Regions from separate parts of the Ovis aries genome. Here region 2 is linked to region 1. A link is a contact called in public Hi-C data. All regions are on one chromosome and are shown on one strand. Each heading gives the region's core, a stretch centred on a gene start, on an enhancer-like site or on the middle of the called end of the contact. The rest is flanking DNA. Distances are from core to core; before and after follow the strand shown.

What was found. A called contact is a pair of places that touch in the nucleus more often than the background predicts.
Region 2: a Hi-C map of liver shows a contact between it and region 1, with 3 times the contacts expected there. The contact joins the promoter of MTG2 here to the promoter of RPS21 in region 1. A contact is called at or near these places in 5 of 16 Hi-C or Micro-C datasets (blood, hypothalamus, liver and 1 more).

The regions. Positions count from the first base shown.
Region 1 is chr13:54,564,989-54,568,692 of ARS-UI_Ramb_v3.0, reverse strand. RPS21 (ribosomal protein S21) reads left to right here and starts at 2,233. Exons shown (of 6, transcript XM_042229904.2): 1 at 2,233-2,317; 2 at 2,514-2,576; 3 at 2,656-2,719; 4 at 2,858-2,929; 5 at 3,271-3,326; 6 at 3,406-3,469. The coding sequence starts at 2,527. The coding sequence ends at 3,415. It overlaps CABLES2 (Cdk5 and Abl enzyme substrate 2), which reads right to left. Exons shown (of 10, transcript XM_027976972.2): 10 at 3,569-3,704.
Region 2 is chr13:54,718,206-54,721,946 of ARS-UI_Ramb_v3.0, reverse strand. It overlaps MTG2 (mitochondrial ribosome associated GTPase 2), which reads left to right and starts at 2,119. Exons shown (of 7, transcript XM_060396942.1): 1 at 2,119-2,147; 2 at 3,494-3,702. The coding sequence starts at 3,499. SS18L1 (SS18L1 subunit of BAF chromatin remodeling complex) reads left to right here. Exons shown (of 12, transcript XM_060396943.1): 12 at 1-1,892.

The DNA of each region.
Region 1 (3,704 bases), core at 984-3,483:
GCTGTTATTCGACTCCTCTAGGCACCTTGTGTATCTGGAATTACACTGTACTTGTTTGTGACTGGCTTGTTTTACTTAGCACAATTTCTCAAGTTTCATCCATATGCTTGTCACAATTCCCCTCCTTTTTAAAGATGAACAACATTCCACTGTGTGCATAGACGATATCCCGCTTATCCCTTCACCCACCCAAACACGTGGGTTGCTTCCATCATAGACTACTGTGAATAATGCTGCTGTGAATGTGGCTGTACAGATCTCTTCAAGACACCACTTTCAAAGTCACTGTAGTCATTCTAATGGGTGTGAGTGGATTTTGTTACACGTGCAAGTGAAGCAAACTATGGACAAGGCACAGATTAAAAATCCAACCGCCCCTTCTAAACAGCTGGGAGCAAAAGCACGGTACCAGCGCATGCCCCTTGCACTTAACACTACCAAAGAGATGGGCAAACCACCTAAGCTCCCCTCCAGCCCAATCCCTGGACCCACTCCTACCTTCACACCATACAATGGAGCGAACAAGGGAACCTATTACTTGTTTTCACTCCTTCCTACTGCAGCAGGAACCCTGATAAAGCCTTGCCTGAATTTCTTATCTCATCTCATATCAATTTCTATTGAATAGGGAGGACAAGAAAGGCTTCCCAGGTGGTACTAGTGGTAAAGAATCCACCTGCCAGTGCAGGAGATCCAGGTTTGACCCCTGAGTTGGGAAGATTCCCTGGAGGGCATGGCAGCCCATTCCAGTATTCTTGCCTGGAGAATTCCATGGATAGAGGAGCCTGGAGGCCTACAGTCCATGTGGTCGCAGAGTCTGAAGCAATTTAGTACACATGCATGCAGGGAGGACAAGAACCCTGGTCCATAATACAACCACAGACATAAACACGTGCTGCACGTGTCCCTGCACGTGCTGGGGGTCCTGGAAAGGGCACACATCTCTCCAGCTGGCACCAACAGGGAATGATGACCTTCCTACAGGGCACTGGCCTCAGTGACCTGAGGCCCAGCTGCCAGAGCCCAGTGGAAGCAACAGCAAACACACTGCCCACTCGAACACTGGTTTTCAGGTATGAGTAGCCTCAGCTGTGACCAGGCCCAGACATTAAATTCTCCCGGACCTGTACAGAAGTTGGCTGTGACTCAAATGGGGCGCCGTGAGGACAGGCCGACCAGGATCATTCGCAGTCGCCACAAGGTGAGCAGACACAGCCTTGGAAGAGCCCTCACCTGTGCGACCTCACAGAGACTTGAGTTGGGGAAGTGAGGTGGGACCCTATCTTGGAGGACCGGGAGGGTTTGCCGAGTAAGAGGTATCGGGATTTCGGAGGCTCCACTGCTGGGCTCGGCCCTGGCCAGCAGGGGCGGCGGGGTGTATAAGCTCTGGGAGTCGACCCCCGAGGGGCCCTCTCTCTCATCTGAAAGATGAAGTCCCAAGGGGGTGTTTCAACTGAGACGGCGGGGCACAATCACAGGATTGCGGGACGGAGGGCTCTGGAATTATCTCTGCAGCCTGGAGTTTTTCTTTTTTCTTCATTAACAGACCCTCGCACCAGGGGCGGGCCTGGCATAGACTGCTCTGGGGAGGATGGAGCGGGACTCATGTGGCGGAAGGGTCTTGAGCAGGGCCGATAGTGCTGAGCACCCGCCGTGCGGGTTTGACCTGGCTCAGCCACGAGGCGTGGCCGAGCTCCTTTCTAGCTCAGGCCCCGGTTTCTGGGGCAGTTAAGTTCCACTTTTGGGAGGAGCCCGTCACCGCAGCCCTGCCACTCCTCCCTCAGGACCGCAGGGCTCGCTCTTGCTCTTATAACCAGCGGCGCCCGTTCTGTGTCCATCTTCGAGGTGCTTGGCTCTGGTCTAAGACCCCCGGAGCGGTCTGTAGCTCCCACGTGCTGACAACCCGGCTCGTGCCAGCGCTCCCGCCCTCCCACCTGGGTCGGGTCCAGCCTGGGCGGCCCTTGGCACTAGCCGATCCCGGCGGCGGGAAGCGTCCACCTGGGCGAAAACCACCGTTGTGAAGACGCGCCCACCTGCGGTCTCACAAGTTCGCACCAGCCACCAGCCCATATCCATGGTATATCCGGAAGTTTCAGGCCACCGGAAGCGGAAATGCGTCACAGCGACGGGACCCTCCCCCGCGCGCAAACTCGCGGCGGAGCGCGGGACCCGGAAGTACTCGCCGAGGTCCCGCCTCGCCCGCCAATAGCGCTGCCGGGGGAAGCGGCCCTTCCTTTCTGCGCTCGCGCTCATCGTGGTACCATCAGGTGGGGTGCGCGGCTGGCGTCCGGGCAAGTAGGACGGCGCGGGGCCCGAGGTCGGGAGGGAGGATGGCACGGGGTCTGGGATCAGTGCAGGAGAACGGCTTTAGGGTCCGCGGTCGGTGGGTGGGGGGTCGGCGCTGGGCCCGGCATCGGGACGGGAACTTAGCCAGGCGCGCGGTGGTCGGGGCTGGACTGGGAGGGGCGCGCGGACACGGTCCGTTCTCAAGAAGCCGCCTTGGGGTCCCGCAGACGCTCGCTCAACATGCAGAACGACGCCGGTGAGTTCGTGGACCTGTATGTGCCGCGGAAATGGTGAGCTTCCCCCTCTCCTGCCCCTAAACCCCCCCACCCCCAACCTACATCTCCCAGCTCACTGCGCTGCCTCCCGCAGCTCCGCCAGCAACCGTATCATCGGCGCCAAGGATCATGCGTCCATCCAGATGAACGTGGCCGAGGTGAGCTGGGCGGCCGCAGGGCCTACCCGCTGTGTGAGGGGGCGAGGTCGGGCGGACTTGCACGTTGATTTCCAAACCTCAAGTTTCGACCCGAAGATGCTTGGGCACCTCTTTATGACTCCTTTTTTCAATTTTTAGGTTGACAAGGTGACAGGCAGGTTCAACGGCCAGTTTAAAACCTACGCTATCTGCGGGGCCATTCGCAGGATGGTGTGTGTCTCGGGGCCCCTCGCTTACCTTGTGGGCTTTTGAACTGGAGTAGCGTCCCTTTCGCTGTCCCCAAGCCTGAGCGGGTTTGTTGGCGAAATGGACTGGAGCCTGTTGGATCAGATTGTGCTGGTTGCCAGCCTCTTCCTGGGGTTGGAAATAGGACGCTCAGGATCCAAAAAAAGGGCCAGCCCACCTTGGAAAACCTCGGAGCTTTCCAGTTGTCACAGGGACCTCCTTGAGACCCTGTCCCCCACTGCAGAGTCGGCGGTCTGCCTGTTGCTAGCTAGTCTCCACTTGGTCCAACCGGTGGGCAGCTGGTCCCAACCTGCTTTTTCCCCTAGGGCGAGTCAGATGACTCCATTCTCCGGCTGGCCAAGGCTGATGGCATCGTCTCAAAGTAAGAGGACTGGAGTTTGGGCATTGGGGCCCAGGATGCTTCAGAAACCAGGTTTTAATGTTGTCCTTTTTTGTTCCAGGAACTTCTGACTGAAGAGGATCCTGGATATGGAATATTTGTTATAAATAAATAGTGAAAATTTATCTGCTTCATTCTGTGTTTTTTTTTTGGGGGGGCGTGGCAGGCTCTTCTGGGCTCTGGAGTGTTGGGGGTGATCGCTGAAAGACAGCCTGTGACACATGTTGCAAAACCAAATTTTACTTAAAGCACAAATACATTACTTTTTGCAAACAGATCTTGACACTTGACAGTGAGGTCAGACAGCCACTTAGCGCACATTTTAAGTCTATGGTGCCTTCCAGGCGCTGAGGGAGTAGC
Region 2 (3,741 bases), core at 870-3,369, 150 kb before region 1:
GTAGGAATCCAAGAAGGCAACTGTGATCAGCCTCACCCAGGGAGAGAGGTGTTAACTGAAGGAAGGAGAGGGTAGTCCTCTGGAGTTACTTTGGGTTTGACTCTTGTTTATCGGATGGTCGTTTCTGGAATTTTAATATGTAATATGCTCAATTCTAAATTCATAATTTAAAATAGTGACACCGAATTCTCCAAAGAGTTGGCAAGTTATTTTATACTTCTTCCAGGACCTGCTTATTCAGATCGCCAAGCGAGCATTCCTTTTCATTTAGGAATATCTGAAATTCACATCTTAAAGAGAACACCACTGATTTCACTGTGTTCTTCCTAAAAAGAAGGAAAGCTCTAACGCAGAGAAATTTGAGTCGTTTTTACATTCCTAGGACATTAAATGCCATTTAAATTCTGCGCAAATGTTAAAGATAGCTCATGTGGAAAAGTCAGGTCAAAGGAAAAGTTATACATTTCACTAGTAAGTCATACAGACATTTTATCAACCTTTACTTGGATAATAATACCCATATTTATTATGGTCCCTTTAAAAACATCTTTGGGTAAATGCTGACATATTTCCAAGAACCAAAAAATTTTTTTAAAAAATCCAATTCTTGATATCAAGTCTACTGAAGTTGATGTTTTAGTGAAGTCTTATGTTTTAAAATTTTAAGGTAGTACTTTATGCATAATTGGATGCTTTGCAGTCTAGAAGACATTTTTTATGTGTTTCTAGCAGGATGAATTCCGTCCCCACTGGGAACATGGCGACAGTTACTGTTGCTGTTTTACAGGTGAAGCACCAGGGCTCATTGAAGGGACAGCTGGGGTCCAGTACAAGTCCTGTTCTAGGACGTTCTGCCCTCTTCTGTGGAGACAGAATCACAGGGACAGTGGGATAGAAATGTTTATTTTGTAGACTTTCGGGTTTTAGAAACCCTTAATACTAGTAAGGGCTTAAAAAATACATCTCTATATTAAATTACTTAAGTGAGAGCCCTTAATTGCTAAATGACACAGACATTAGCAATTTCAATTTAGGGAGTCATTTCCCTTCATTTTGTTCTGTTCTTTCCTGACAATTTTCATAGAAGTAATTTGCAAACTCAATCGGGGATTAAAATTTCCTGTTGAAAATGTTAAAACATTTGAGAACTGTGAAAATAGTTTATTTTTATTCTTTGCCAATATGGGAATATGCCTTTTGTGTGTGTGTGTGTTTTTTTAAGTGCTGTATTAATACTTTTTGAAGGAAAAGGACACTTGAAAAAATCTTATCCCAAAACTTCAATCTGAAATGTCTTACATTAAGAATTTCTTGAATGTTGTGTATATATTTTAAAAAGCACTTTGTGAAATAGTTTGTACATTTATTTCCTAATTTATACATGATTGTTGGTGTTAATATATTTAATGATTAATAACAAAATGTTTATTTAACGTGCCGTCCATTTTTATGTAATGTGGGGAGTGATGCCAGCGGCTCGTCACTCTCGTGTCTCTTCTGTCCGCGGCAGCTCAGGCCGAAGCGAGTTGTCCGCGCGGCGCGGTCGGTGCCGCCTGGTCTCCCGGCCGAGGTGCGGGCGCCCGGGCGGCGACCCCGCCCCGGCCGCGTCTGGACTCGGCATCTCCGGCCCGGCACGGCCGACCGAGCATCTCTCCCGCGCCCAGCCGGAGCCTCGCCTCGGCGGTCGCTGAGCGCCGGCGGCCGCTCAACCTCGGAGCCAGAGGTGGGCGTCTGACCATTTGGCCGTGACCGGGCAGGTCGCCCCGTCTCGTTCACGAGCACAGGCCGTCCTCGGACAACCGTCCTCATCCGCCGTTTCTCTCTTCAGTCGGACTTTGGCGTCTTGTTTTATGCCTTTGGTGTGATTAATAAACTGGCTCTTCGAGAACCGACCTGAAGACTGAGTTTCCGTGAGGTGATGGGGAGCCGGAAGCCGCGGTGGGAGAGGGTTGCCCGGCCGGCGGTGTCGGAGTCCCTGGGTTCAAAGGAAACACCCTCCCACCTGCTGGAAACCCTCCTCGGCTCTCCCCGGACGCCCGTAGCCCCTCCCCCTCTCGCACATGCGCGCTGAGGAACCCTGCGCAGGCGGGGCCGGTCCCGGAAGTGATCCCTGGAGGCGGCCCCGGAAGTGACGTGCCCGCGGAGTGGTGAGTGTGGGTAGCGTCCGGGCACCCGTGGGAGAGGGTAGGGCACAGGAGTGGGACCGAGCGCGCCCTCGAGTCCCTGGCCCGGGCTTCCTGCTTCCCTTTAGCCCGCGTGGGCGCGCTCCGGCAGCCCGGAGACGCCCTCGGGCCGAGGTCCTCGCGGGTGTTGTTCTGTACTTGCGGTGGCGCGGTCGCACAGAACAGTGTGAGCGTGAACACGGGTGTAGAGTTCTGCAGAAGCAGCGTCCTGCTCTGAGGGCAGCTCGGGGCAGGCTGGACTTCTCAGACTCGTCCTGGTCTGGCACCCCGGTCCGTCAGGAGGGGGCTTCCTTCTGTAGAGGACCCTTCTCGAGACACGAGCGGAAAGGAGAACACGCTTTTAAATGATAGTTCTCAGGCACATAGATTTTAGCAGCGGAAACGTGTCCAGAGTTAAGAAACACAACATTGATTCTTTAAAAATGACCTTTGCCTTGGTGCCCTGGACGGTGGTCGTGTGTGTGTCCCGCATTTGAAGAACACTGCTGTGAATCACTGGTGCAGTGAGGATACTACGTGAAGTGGGCAAGTGACAGCCTCTCTTGAGTCTCAGCCTCCACTGCTTTAAAATGGGCGTGCAAAATGTAAGGGTCCGAAATCCTGGCACGGTCTCTTGAGGACAATTTAAGGAGGGTGTAAAGGCCCCCATTTGAAGGGGAGCATTCAGGGAAACAGCAGAGTTGATGTTTTTATCTGGAGCTGGTGACAATGGCGTTGCTGCCGCTCCTGGACGCCCGCAGGGTAAGGAGAAGGACCAGGACAGAGGAGCGTAGACATGGCCTCCTTGGCTGGTGGTGCAGCCTTCAGTCGATATCCAGCTGTTGCTACTCCATCCAGCCATTGCCCAACAGCAAGGCAACTGAGGGTGGTCCTGCAGGGTATTCTCTTGAAACAGCAGCGTGGGAAAGGAGTCTAGAAAAGCAAATGGGGAAAATCCAGTATGCGGTGTTATCTCTCATAGGGTTGTAAGAAACAAATGGGTTTGTTTTGGCGTGGGGGCGGGGGGTTGTCCTCAAGATTTATGGGCTCTCAGTTCCCTGGCCACAGAGGGAGCCTAGGCTTCTGGCAGTGAGAGCCCAGAATTCTAACCACTAGGCCACCAGGGAACTCTTTCCAAGTGGCATATGGGCTAAGAGGGCCTGACTCCTGTGGAAAGTGGTGAGTGAGGTGAGAGCTTCCTTCGTGGGCTCATTTATTTCAGAAACGTAGATCAGGATTTTTTTGGCCCAGGAACCCACACTTCTTTAGTTTCAATTTCATGTTCAGGTTTAAACCAGATGTCTTATTTTACCAGTTTGCCTTTTGTTAAGGAGTTATGATACCTTCAAGGCTTTTCTCAGCGAGACCCCAAGCGGTGTTGGAGGGTGTGGGGTGCTGGATGCTAGCAGCCCGCATGGTCCATGGGCCCAGCCGCCTTCTTCTGCTGCGCGCTTCTCCCAGACTGCTCTCAGTCAGCTGTGCGGACTGCACCAAGCACCAGGAACCACCCAGGAAGCAGCCACTCTCGGAGAAAAAACTGGTGAGACTTCTAGAAACCCTGAAGGGATTTGCCTCCAGT